Regions from separate parts of the Sus scrofa genome. Here region 1 is linked to region 2. A link is a contact called in public HiChIP or PLAC-seq data. All regions are on one chromosome and are shown on one strand. Each heading gives the region's core, a stretch centred on a gene start, on an enhancer-like site or on the middle of the called end of the contact. The rest is flanking DNA. Distances are from core to core; before and after follow the strand shown. Region 1 overlaps C10H9orf3 (aminopeptidase O). Region 2 overlaps C10H9orf3 (aminopeptidase O).

Evidence for each region. HiChIP or PLAC-seq counts read pairs in DNA pulled down with a chosen protein or histone mark.
Region 1: a contact with region 2 is called in an H3K27ac HiChIP or PLAC-seq map of skeletal muscle. The contact joins two enhancer-like sites. A contact is called at or near these places in 4 of 47 Hi-C or Micro-C datasets (brain, embryonic fibroblasts and skeletal muscle) and 2 of 2 datasets of contacts at active chromatin or transcription factors (alveolar macrophages and skeletal muscle).

Annotation. Positions count from the first base shown.
Region 1 is chr10:27,349,949-27,356,799 of Sscrofa11.1, reverse strand. All of the region lies in intron 5 of C10H9orf3 (aminopeptidase O), which reads left to right. Among named protein-coding and RNA genes, the nearest start is that of C10H9orf3, 120 kb to the left of the region's middle. Within about 2 kb of position 2,324, at least 16 of the 83 cell types and tissues checked have an H3K27ac peak or open chromatin away from gene starts, as enhancers often do. A contact at or near this core is called in skeletal muscle, where this site is marked.
Region 2 is chr10:27,238,233-27,244,866 of Sscrofa11.1, reverse strand. It overlaps C10H9orf3 (aminopeptidase O), which reads left to right. Exons shown (of 19, transcript XR_002336299.1): 7 at 3,948-4,054. Among named protein-coding and RNA genes, the nearest start is that of MIR23B, 160 kb to the right of the region's middle. Within about 2 kb of position 5,101, at least 50 of the 83 cell types and tissues checked have an H3K27ac peak or open chromatin away from gene starts, as enhancers often do. A contact at or near this core is called in skeletal muscle, where this site is marked.

The DNA of each region.
Region 1 (6,851 bases), core at 1,075-3,574, 110 kb before region 2:
AAGGATCCGGCATTGCCATGAGCTGTGGTGTAGGTTGCATACGCGGCTCAGATCCCCATGTTGCTGTGGCTGTGGTGTAGGCCGGTGGCTACAGCTCCGATTCGACCCCTAGCCTGGGAACCTCCATATGCCGCATGAGCGGCCCAAGAAAATGGCAAAAAGACCAAAAAAAAATTGCCTTCTAGCTGCAGACCTGGCATATTCAGTGTCAGCCTAGGAATAACCTTTACTTTAAAAAAAAAAAAATTCTTTTTAAAAAGATAATTAAAAATTCAGTTAAGTTACAAGGAAAAATAAAAATAGCTCCTTTTTTTAAAAGCAAAAACTTGTGACCTATTTTTAAAATGGAGAAAGGGCTGTTACATATTTTTTTCATGTCTTCAAAGGAAAATACAGCAATACCCCTGTGAAAGATATTTTAAAAGGATATTATTTCAGTTTTCCTTATGGTGACAGGCAAGGCATTAGTGAATGCCCGCCTTGTTCTCCCAAGACATGAGCCTTCCACTGGATTACCAGCAAAGCTGTTTTGTCAGTAAGCTTCAAGTTCATTGTAACAAAACTTCTGGCCAGCCTCTTCCTGGCAGATGGAAATATGACCCACCCTTCCTGGTGCGAGGCCATAGCTGCTCACTTATTCCACTGCTCCGCCTGTCGGGACTCAGTGAGTAGCCTAGGTGCAAAGCCAAGTTAGAGACCCACTTAGGGAGCTGGGGAACCTTCTCCCAGCCCTGGCTCTGCATCCCACAAAGGTGGGGAAGAGAACGACTCTCTAGGATTGCCTCTCTAGGAATCTCTTTCCAATTCAGCAGCATTTGTTGGAGCAAGTAGCTTTAGGTGGGGCCCGTTTTGTACATAAGGAGAGGTAGATGTGGCAGTTTGTCCGGGCAATTGAAAAGCTCTCCAAATAGACCCACTTTTAAGCCTTCATGTTAGGCCGGTTTACTTTTAGCCACTCTTTTTCTTCTTCTTTTTTTAGGGCCAAACTCGTGGCATATGGACGTTCCCAGGCTGTTCGTCGAATCGGAGCTGCACCAATGGCCTACCCCACAGCCACAGCAACGTGGGATCTGAGTATTTCTGCGACCTTATACCACAGCTCACGGCAACACCGGACCCTTAACCCACTGAGCAAGGCGAGGAATCAAACTCTCATCCTCATGGATATTAGTTGGCTTCTTAACCCGCTGAGCTACAACAGGAACTCCTAGCCACTCTTTGCTTAGCATCCAGCCTCTTGCTAAATGCCCTGTGATGATCATGATGGTAGGGTGGTTGTGATGGGGGAAGGTGAAGAGGTAGCATCGGTCATGATGATGGTGCTGATAATGTTAGTAGTGGAAGTGGCCATGGCTGTGGTGGCACCAGTGGTGGAAATGGGGGAAGTAACTGGTGATGGATAGAGATGGCGGTGGCAGCATTAGGGGCTACAGGCTCCTGCCTGCAGAAGCCATTCTTTATCTTTGCAGAAGCAGTGGCTTAGGAAATTCCCTTGATGTCCCTTCGCTACACACAGGATGTCCGCAGAGCTAACAACTGAGTTTTGATAGATCTTGCCTATCCATGAACAATGAGATTGGTTTATGGGTGAGATGAGTACATGCCCGTTTCCACAGGTCTCTGTTTTAGAGTCAGAGAACAGCTCATCTTTCTGTGGTTTCCAGCTTTGGATCAAGGAACACAGTAACCTGAAGCTCTGGAACCAGAGCCATTAGTAGAGAGTGGGACACATCTAGCATTTCTACCAAAATTGAATTGCTACTGTGCCCTATTTTTTACGTACATGAATATCCATAAATCCTTTCCACAACTCTGTAAAATAGGGGTTTTTTTATTATTATTATTTTGGTTTTTCTAATTTCGGAAAGTGAGGCTTAGCTCATGGGTAGCAACATTGGGATTTGAAAACCACAGCCTGCGTGACCTCAAATCCTTTACTTCTTCCTCCATTGCAGCCATCAGAGAACTATTTCAGCCCTTCTAGAACATTCTAGAATGTTTCTTGTCTTTACTTAGGTATGAGTATGAGCAGAAATTCATAAGAGAATAGGCTATATTTGGTTTTCTCCTCTAACTTAGCTTGCGGGCAAATAATGTCTTTTCTCCCTACATATTTCCTTATACTCATAGTGTACTCAGATGACCCTTTTAAAATTCATATGGGAACTATTTGGAGGTTCTTCCCGCATGTTTTCAAGGCTGGAACTGCCGAGTGATCTTTTCCTGACCTGGCTGGTCTTTGGCCAAATAGGACATTGAGCAAGCCAGAAACCAGGCCCCAACAGAAAAAAGCAAATAGAGATAAATATTTATCCTCGTCCCAGTGGGATCCCTAGGTTTTCAGGATCAAAGGCCTACTTTGTTGTGTACGTCTGTTCGAGAGCCTTGGGTAAGTATACAGAAGCAAGCAACTGGCAGTGTGGTAAAGACTCTGTGGTACCCAGGCTCTTTAACGCTCAAACAAATTCCCTGGTGATATTGAAAACAAAACAAAACAACAGAATCCTGTTTGTTAAAATAAAAATTGAAATCACATGCCTTAGGCACAAAGTAAGAAAAAGGAGAAACAGAGTGGGAACAAAAAGAAAAGAAAAAAGATGAGACGTGAGAAAGAAAGGATCAGAGACAGCAGGAAAAAGAAAGATGCGGAGCAGCAGTTCTGGAGTTGGTACAGGGAAATATTTCTATAGGAAGTATGGAGCAGATACTATGAGAGATGTTTATGCTTCCTCTTCTGTGCATTTTCTTTTCACTTTCCTGATAGTGGCCTTCAAAGCACAAGAGTTTTTAATTTTTGATGAAGTCTACTTTATCTGTTTTTTCCCTTCGGTTGCTTTTGCTTTTGGGGTCATATGTAAGAATTGCCTGATCCAAGGTCATGAAGATTTATACCTATGTTTTCTAAGAGTTTTACACTTTTAGCTCTTTCATTTAGGCCTTAAATCCATTTGAGCTGATTTTTGTTTATCGTATGAGAACTTCATCCTTTTGGGTGTGGATATCTACTTCTCCCAGATTTTTATTCCTTAATTCAACAAATATGTGTGCCAGACATTGTGTTCAATGCCAGGATTAGAACTTTGAACAAAATAGCAGTATCAGAATGTTTCAGAACCCTGGAGACAAAAAAAAAGCAATTCAAGAAATTTGGAAGATAAAGTAGACCTTTAGAGGGTTTAGACTCTTGAGCATTTGTTTGTTTCAAGGATAATACAAGGAAACTTTTTTTTTTTTGCTTTTTTACGGCCACACCTGTGCCATATGGAGGGTCCCAGGCTAGGGGTCTAATCAGAGATACAGCTTCCAGCCTATGCCATAGCCACAGCAACACCAAATCTGAGCCACGTCTGCAACCTATGTCACAGTGCCCGGCAATGCATAGGTTAACCCACTGAGCGAGGCCAGGGATCGAACCTGCAACCTCAGGGTTCCTAGTCGGGTTTGTTTCTGCTGCGCCACGATGGGAACTCCAATGCAAGGAAACTTGAATTAGGATTACCTAGATTGCTAATGAATGATTATACACACACACACACACACACACACACACATATATAATATATGATTCCTGTATAACTCAAGTAAAACAGTCACTACTTTATATATTGAAAGCTCTTGTATTATTATCAAATATCTGAATATCACTGATTTCTATTTTTTTAAGATTTTTATTTTTTCTATTATAGTTGATTTACCATGTTCTGTCAATTTCTGCTGTACAGCAAAGTGACCCAGTTATACAAATACATACATTCTTTTTCTCACATTATCCTCCATCATGTTCCATCACAAGTGACTAGATACAGTTCCCTGTGCTACACAGCAGGATCTCATTGTTAATCCACTCCATATGCAATAGTTTGCATCTATTAACCCCAAACTCCTGTTTTCTGTTTTTCAACATGAAAAACGTAAGACTTTCTGTGGCCTTATTTGGAGATCCAAAGAAGTGAGGTCGTTGTCTAACCACATACCAGACTGCAGTTGTGGAAATCATTCTTCCAAAAGCCTATTGACGAAGAAATGTTTTAGATGAGAAACATGATATATCTCTGGAAAGAGAAGTAAGAAACTATTCCACCATTCCTAAATGGATGCACTTTACAAAAGAAGCCGTACCCATGATGCCAGGGCACTGGGCAGAGTTTCCTTGAGCAGCTGGCTGCAGCTGTTCTTACTAACAAAATTCTTCTCTCTTCCATAAAAACACCCACAAAACATCTGTGTGAATACTCCCTACTCACTCTGGCCACCTGGCAGGTGCTGACTGGCCCCAGAGAGAACCTGTTCTCCTCTTGCACCTAGATTTCTTTTGCTGTTCATTCCCTAAATGGAGGGAGAACAAAATATTTTGATGCTAGCAGTCCCTTGGCATTTGGGGCATTTGGTAGTTTGGGTACTATGTGACTTCATGACTGCAGGTGGCACAGGGGAGCTCTGTAAAGGGGAAACACAATGACACATTCACAGGCATGTGTCTTGACTTTGCACAGTCTTAAGGGTTCATGTGTGTGAAAGAGCAGTGTTAGGAAAATGACTGCGTGAAGCACATCAAGTGTTTGACTTACTTAAAATGGGAAAGGAACGACTTCCAACATAGGAACATTTCATCAGGAATGGAAAAGGGAAAAGTAATGAGCATTAAAAATATCATGTTGAATCCTAGAAGAAAACATGAATGAATTCCTTTTTTAACCTGAAAGTGGAAAAAATCCTGTTTTCAGAATCAGAACCAGTAAAACAAAAGATTGATAACTTAGACCACATTGAAAGAAATGCATTTGCATTTAAAAAAAGAAAGAAAGAAAGCAAAGCAAATGACTCACTGGGAAAAAATTATCTGCAGTTTATGCCGCAGACAAATAAATAATGAGCTTCTAAAAACAGAATAGAAAAAAGAAAACCCACAACCAGAAAAATGAGCTAGAGATATAAACAAGCAATGCACAGAAAAGAAATGCAAACCTCTCTGAAGCCTATAAAAAGATACCCGACTTTGCTCGTCATAGAGAAATGCAAATTCAGATTGCGCTGAGATGCCATTTCTTACCTATCAGACTGGCAAAGATCCAAGAATGTTACAAAATGCTCTTTTGGTGGAGCACAGGGAAACAGGCAGTATAATTTGCTGGTAGAAATGCAAAACGGTTTCACTTCCATAGAGGGGAATTTATAATATCTAGCCTTTGATTCAGCAGTCCGACTTCTAGGAAATTATACAAAAATGCACTGGCAGGAGTTCCTGTTGTGGCTCAGTGGGTTAAAAACCCAGCTAGTATCCATGAGGATTCAGGCTTGATCCCTGTCCTCACTCAGTGGGTTAAGGATCTGTCATTGCCATGAGCTGTGGTGTAGGTCGCAGACGCGGCTCAGATCCAGCATTTCTTTGTCTGTGGTGTAGGCTTGCAGCTGCAGCTCCAATTCCACCCCAGCCCAATAACTTCCACATGCCATGGGTGTAGCCCTAAAAAGAAAAAATAAAAAGATGCACTGGCAAAAATATGAAAATACTCATGTACATGGTTATTTACTGGCACAGCAAACTATTGAAAACAACCCAAATGTCCATCAATTTGAGCCTATTTAAAGAAACTATGGTACATCTACACCATGGAGCACTACATGGCTATAAAACGGAGTGCGGACTATCTCTAAAACCATCTTTACATATATCGTATATCGTTAAGTGGAAAGAGCGAGGTGGAGAAAGGTTAAATATCAATTCCATTGGTATTTAACAAAAACAACAGAAATATAAATGATAATTTTTTTTAAGAAGTGATTACCGGGCGTTCCCATCGTGGCTCTGCAGGTTAAGAACCCAACATAGTCCGTGAAGATGCAGGTTCGATCCTTGGCCTCGATCAATGGCCTCAGTCACGGCATTGCCATGAGCAGTGGTGTAGGTCACAGATGCTACTCAGATCTGGTGTTGCTGTGGCCGTGGTGCAGTGCAGCTGCAGCTCAAATCAGACCCCTAGCCTGGCCATATGCTGCAGGTGCAGCCTTAAATAAGTAAATAAGTGCTAACCCATGGTAGAAGGGAAGGAATGGGGACAGGAACAAGGATAGGAGCTAGCTATCTATGCTTGTTTTATAGATCGACTTTGTAACCAATTAAATCTTGTATATAATTATAAAACTAGGTGTTTTTTTTTTAAGCAATTTATAAAGATTAAAAGCAAAATGAGGAGTTCCTGTCGTGGCTCCACAGAAACGAATCCAACTAGGCACCATGAGGTTTCGGGTTCGACCCCTGGCCTCGCTCAGCGGGTTAAGGATCCAGCGTTGCCGTGAGCTGTGGTGTAGGTCTCAGACTCGGCTCAGATCCCTCGTGGCTGTGGCTGTGGTGTAGGCCGCAGCTGTCGCTCCAATTAGACCCCTAGCCCACCAATGTGGCTCTCAAAAGACAAAAGACAAAAAAAAAAAAAAAAAAAAAAAAAAAAAGGAAAAGGCAAAATGAACTTACCTATGTTTGGGATTGGTAGCATAACTCCCCAGAATAACTCTTCCAAGTGACTTTAAAGTACAGTAATGCAATTGTGTACTCCTAGTGGATGACTCTGGTCTGTCTAGTGTGCTTTGTAGTGATGGTACCGTTATTTTGAAACTATTGTCTGTTGTAGGGTAAAGCAAGTGTTCGTGTCTTTGATAACTGAGATTTAAGGCCTGGGAGGAAGGTGATCCAGATGTAAGCTTGATGAGGTTAAGTAAAAACTGTATAGTCATGAATTCGAATGGAAAGTGTTTGTACGAACTCATCATGAGAAAAAAAAAAAAATTTTCCTAGCTCTGTCAACCAAAAGGCCAAGGACTAGTGTCCCACCCAGTAGCAATGAGCATCCCTAGGA
Region 2 (6,634 bases), core at 3,852-6,351:
GGACACCTCTGAAGTGAAGTGGCCATTCTATTTTCTTTTCTTTCCTTTTCTTTTTTTCTTTTTGTTTTTTAGGGCTGCACCTGTGACATATGGAGGTTCCCAGGCTAGGAGGCAAATCTGAGCAGCAGCTGCTGGCCTATACCACAGCCACAGCAATGCCAGATCCAAGCCTTGTCTTCGACCTACACCATAGCTCACAGCAACACTAGAAACTTAATCCACTGAGTGAGGCCAGGGATCGAACCCGCATCCTCATGGATCCTAGTCAGGTTCATTTCTACTGAGCCTTGATGGAAACTCTGAAGTGGTCATTCTAGAACTAATGCAAAATTTGGAAAGATTTCCAGACAGAGTACATCATTGCTCTGGCCCTTTGCTTGAAGGCTGAGTGAGACTGAGCTGCGGGTGGTCCCTGACAAGCACCCTTAACAAATCTCCCAAGAATGCTTCTTGGGGCAGGAAAGGGTGGGCTGCCTCCCGGGACTCTCCCAATCAGCAGCTTGCTTCATCCCTGCACAGGGCATGAGGGCTCATGGGTCACTCTGTTGCCCGCAAGACTGCGCTCTGCAGCACCCAGCATCAGCCAGCACTGCAAGAGAGTGGGTTTGAACAAGGCAATAGAAACCTGCATTCCTCTCAGCGTGGCATTCCGCAGGGAGAAGTGAGTTGAGTTAGTGGCAAGTGAGATCGTATAACTTGTCATCAACTTGGGTAAAGTCTAAACCCCTCTGCAGGTGTCTCGGTCAGCTCTGGCTGCCATAACTAAATACCGCAAGCCGGGAGACTTCAACAACACACGCTTGCTGTTCTCATAGTTTGGGAGGCTGCAGATCCAAGTCAGGGTGCTGACAGGCTTGGTTTCTGGTGACACCTCTTTTCCCTGGTTTGGCGGGGGCCATCTTCTCACCATGTCCTCACATGGCCTTTCCTCAGTGCACACAGTTTTAGTGTCTCTTCCTCTTTCTTTTTTTTTATAAAAATCATTTTTATTTTTTTCCATTATAGCTGGTTTACAGTGATCTGTCAATTTTCTGCTGTACAGCATGGTGACCCAATTACACAGACAGGTACACATTCTATTTTCTCACATTATCCTGCTCCATCATAAGTGACTAGACCTAGTTGCCAGTGCTACACAGCAGGATCTCATTGCTAATCCAATCCAAAGGCAGGAGTCTGCATCTATTAACCCCAAGCTCCCAGTCCATCCCCCTCCCCCGCCCCTCCCCCCTGCCCCTTAGCAACCACAAGTCTATTCTCCAAGTCCATGATTTTCTTTTCTGTGGAAAGGTTCATTTGTGTCCTATATTAGATTCCAGATATAAGTGATATCATATGGGATTTGTCTTTCTCTTTCTGACTAACTTCACTCAGGATGAGAGCCTCTAGTTCCATCCATGTTGCTTCAAATGGCATTAACTCTTCTTCTTCTTATAAGGACACCAGCCCTACTGGATTAGGGCAGGGCCCCAAACCTTTTTTTCTTTTTCTTTTTCTTTTTCTTTTTCTTTTATAGTTGTTTTACAGTGTTCTATCAATTTTTGCTATACAGCAAAATGACCCAGTCATACATACATACACATTCTTTTTCTCACATTATCCTTCATCACGCTCCATCACAAGCGATTGGATACAGTTCCCAGTGCTACACAGCAGGATCTCATTGCTTATCCATCCCAAATGCAGTAGTTTGCATCTACTAACCCCAAGCTCCCAGTCCATCTCACTCCCTGCTCCTCCCCCTTGGCAACCACAAGTCTGTTCTCCAAGTCCATGAGTTTATTTCTTTTCTGCAGATAGATTCATTTGTGCCATATATTAGAATCCAGATATAAGTGGTATCATCATATTTGTCTTTCTCTTTCTGACTGACTTCACTTAGTATGAGTTTCTAGTTCCATCCATGTTGATTCAAATGGCATTACTTTGCTCTTTTTTATGGCTGAGTAGTATTCCATTGTGTATATGTAGCACATCTTCTTAATCCATTCATCTGTTGATGGATGTTTAGGTTGTTTCCACGTCTTGGCTATTGTGAATAGTGCTGCAGTGAACAGAGGGGTGCATGTATCTTTTTCAATACAAGTGTTGTCTGGATGTATGCCCAGGAGTGGGATTGCTGGGTCATATGGTAGTTCTATATTTAGTTTTCTGAGGAACCTCCATACTGTTTTCCATAGCCGTTGTACCAGTTTGCATTCCCTCCAACAGTGGAGGAGGGTACCTTTTTCTCCACACCCTCTCCAGCATTTGTTATTGGTTGACTTGTTAATGGTGGCCATTTTCACCTGTGTGAGGTGGTACCTCATTGTAGTTTTGATTTGCATTTCTCTAATACTTAGTGATTATTTGAGCATTTTTTCATATGCCTCTTGGCCATCTGTGTTATCTTCTTTGGAGAAATGTCTATTCAGGTCTTCTGTAGGGCCCCATCCTTTTGACATCATTTAACCTTCATTACCTCCTGAAAGGCCCGGTCTCCAAACACAGTCACACTGGCGATGAGGGCTTCAACTTGTGTGATATGTGTTGGGGAGAGACAATTTAGCCTCTAACAACAGGGCACACAAGGTTCATTGGTCACCTGGCCTCTGCTGGCTGTTTGGTACCTCTGTCCCTCCCTGGATGGCATCTTGCTCCCTGCCTGACCCTATCCCTCACCGTTTTCTAAACATGTCACACTCTTTTCAGGCCCCATGAGCCTGGCACATGCTTTCCTTCCTCCTGAAACTCCTCCTCCCCTGGACGACTCCCCTGTCCCTGGGGACCGGTTCAGGTGCCATCACCTCCTCAGGAAAGCCTTCCTACCACCCTGATGGGCCAGGGAGCATCGGGGTTCTTCCCTGTCATCACTGCATTTTTTTTTTTCCATCTTTTTAGGGCCACACTTGTGGCATATGGAAGTTTCCAGGCTAGGGGTTGAATCAGAGCTGCAGCTGCCGGCCTACACCACAGCTCACGGCAACGCCGGATCCTTAACCCGCTGAGCAAGGCCAGGGATTGAACCTGTATTCCCATGGATACTACTAGTTGGGTTCATTATCACTGAGCCACAACAGGAACTGCCCTGTCACTACATTTTGACCGTTAGTGTTCTTATCTGGACTCTTCAGGAAGCTGTGTCCATTTTGTCCCCAGGGCCTGGCGGAGCATCAGTAAGTAACTGTCAAGGGAACTATTAGGGAGCTTTAATTTCCAGAAATGCCTGTGGATGCAGCCCTTTCCCTCCCCAGTGGGCACGCTGCTGCCCTCCCCTGTGGAGGGTACAGCCGTGGGGGCCTCAAGAGCACGTGGAGGAGGGCAGCCCATTCTGACCAGCAGGGCAGGGAGCAAGGCCGTCTCTTTCCCCAAGCCTGCGTCCAGGCAGCTCGGCCTTTCTGCTTCTATGCAAACAGAATCATCTGGGTCACATTAGCCGGCTCCACTGTAAACAGCCCTGACAAACTGAGGGCTGGGGAGAATAGGAGGTAAATGGAGGGGGCCTTTCCCACCCGATGCAGGACAAAGCAGGAAGGGGCTGGGTGGAACCAGAGTGCAAACGGCCCCCTGGGGAGGCCTGCTCACAGGCTCGCTCTCTCTCTCTCCCAAGTGGGTAGGGGTGTGGGTGGGAGGGGAGGTTCCAGGACAGGGTGAGGGTGGGGGCTTGGGGGGGGTAGGGTTGTGGGGGAGGTTCCAGGAGGGGGGGGCGGTGTGCGCCTCCCAAAAAGGCCCGGGGGTTGGGGGGGTGAGGGCTGGTTCTACGTTTGCGGACCTCAGAGGCCCTCTGACCCCTCTACTACTAGGGCACAAGGCAAGGCAGGGGCCTCTGTGCCACCGACGCCCCCAACCCCCTCTTCGCCTGCAAAAAAACCAAAACTCTCCGCTCCATGGGACGGCTCTGACCCTGCGTGAGGACAACAGTGACTGTGTTTTGTGCATATGTGTCTGTGTGTCTGTGGTCTAAGCAGCTGGCCCCCCACGAGGCCCAGGAGCAGCAGGAGCTGAGGGCTTGCCTGCGCTGGCGTCGCCTCCGGGACGAGGTGCGGAGCTCCCCTGAGGAGATGCAGGTGTTGAGGTAAAGCATCACGTGATCCCGCCCCCCTCCTTTCCTTCAAGCCTCATCCAGGCCATCTCCTTAAATCGGCTGTTTCCTTTTAAAATTAAATTGGGCTGGATTACTCATCCTCCCAGGGACAGGATTGTTATGTTTTAAGTCGTTCAGGGTGTGGGTTTGGATTTGCCTTCTGACATTTTCCCTGGGTGTCTATTCAGGAAAAAAAAAAAGCACGGGGCCGTTTCCGGGACCACATTCTTCACTTGAGGTCGTAATAGTCACTCTGTGTGGTGGCTGCGGACTTGGAGAAGGTTAAAGTCCGGTAGCCTGGCAGACAGTAACCCTTGAAAGCCAAACGGGGTGGGGGGAAGAAAAAAAACCTTTAGGAAAATATTGATTCCTAAGTGTTTAGTAGTAACAGATGTTTGTGTCAATGGGGCCTTTTGTTCCGGATGCAGCCCCGCAGGAGGCCACTCCTGTGCTGGTGGGAGGATTCTGCTCTCAGCTCCTGTGTTTTATTTTCTGAGTGTGTCCTGCAGCACTTGTTAAGGATTACTTCTTGCCATTTTTTTTTTCTTTTTTTTTTGGTTCCTCTGTTTGCTCCTTCTCGTCAGGTCTCTAAATAGTTGTTTATCTGAAACCTCAAGCCTAGGCCCCAGGAGCACTGCAGTTGCCATGGCAACAGAAGCTTCCCTCCTGCCCCCTCTTGCTTGGAGCCCAGCCTTTGGACTCGGTGGTCAGACAGGTGGGAAGGCGGCCATCCAGGAGTCACCCCTCTTTTTAGATGGCTGTCCTGAAGGCCAATTCCTGGGCAGAAGCCCGCCTGCATGGATTTTGCTTCTGTTGTTTATTTTTAATAAACAACACCCCCCTGCAACACACACACACACACACACACACACACAGAGGTGGCTTCCCCCTAAGGCTGGAGTCTGAGGGAAATGCGGGCCCAGCCTGACCCCAGCGAGGCCGACCAGTCCTTCTGTGCTGCCCGGCAGCCAGGGTGTGGCCGCTCTTCCCACGAAGAAGTCCCCCCTCTCACGCTAACTGCTGCTGTGGCTGACTCATCCATTGTTTAGGAAAGCCAGAGCCAGGAGCCCTGCCTGCCCCACCCAGCGCCACTGTTCACACATCCGGTCACTCAGCCAGCGGGATGGCCACACCCACGGCCAGCGTGCACAGGGTCCCTGCTCTCATGCAACTCGCGGTCAGTTGGGCCCCTCTTGCATGCACGGCTAGTGACAGGTGGTAAGAAGCGGTGTGAAGGGAGCACAGAGATTGACAGCAAGGAGGATGCCTCTCTGTAGAGCACCAAGGCCTTAAGGCAGGAGGCACACGGCTTGGCATGCTGGTGCTGGAGGGACAGAGAGGAGGGCAGCGTGGTAGGAAGAGCAGGGAGAGGCAGGCAGGCGCTGGAGCTTCCAGCCTTCCCCCAAGTGCAACTGGAAGCCGCCCAGGGCCTTCAGCAGGGAAGGATCCCTGCTCTGCGGGCAGCAGACAAAAAGCAAGGAGATGGGTTAGAACGTGGCAGTAGACGGTCACGCTTCCAGTCCTGCTGGTCACAGGACAGACACGAGAAGCCAACCTATTTAAGACAAGTTTTGGCAGTGGGACTGGCAGGTCTTTGGTCTATTGAGTGTGGAGAGGAGGCAACTGAAAGTGTCCAGAATGACTTCTAGGCTTTTGACTTGAGCAGCTGGGCAGACAGATGGCGGTGCCATGTGGTGAGATGGTACAGACTCCGGGTGGAGCAGGCTTTGGAGGGAAGAATCAAGATTCCCATTCGGCATGTGTTAAGGTTGACGTGCCAAATAGATACTCAACTATTGAGAACTCAGTGGGGTTTACAAGTCAGGAGCTCACTGGAAAAAATGGGGACATTCAGCCTATGGCTACTGACAATCCCAAGCCTGGTAAAATCACTGGGAAAGAAGAAGGTGGGAGAAGAGGTTGGGAGGAAGAGGCGGAGCCAGCGGAGGAGCTGGGGAAATCAGTGCAGAGAGAACCCAGGTGCCAGGAGTCCTGGAAGTCAGGAAAGGGAGTGAGTCAAAAATTGTATTGGGAAAATAACAATTAAAAAAAAAGAAAAGAAAAGAAAGAAAAGAAAGTGAGTCAAGAAGATGGGAATGGGATGTTGGATGCTGCCGAGGGCCGTGGGACGGGGAGGGAGAGAAGGGGCCCTGGAGTGAGTGTGGGCCCTGCAAAGGATGCTGGTGACCTTGACGGGCATGCATGTATTCATGAGTTGTGGAGAAGGGAGCTAGATCGAAGTGACGAGTGAGGGGAGATCAGGAAGCAGAGACACTGGGTGTGGACTGTGTGAGAGAAGTTGTGCCGGAAGGGGAGGTAGATGAAGATCAGAGAGGTTTGTTTTAAGGTGGCTGCTGCGGGAGCACACTTATGTGCGAGCTGTAACTAGGCCAATCCCGTCAGCTCTCAAGGCTCGATGCTTCCATTCCCCAAGTCCTTTGGAAGCCTCCCGTTCTGCATGCCCCTAGTCCTTTGGTGGAGTTAGGGGCATTATAATTAACATTCCTTGGAGTTCCCGTTGTGGCTCAGCAGGTAAGGAACCCGACCAGTATCCACGAAGACACAGGTTCA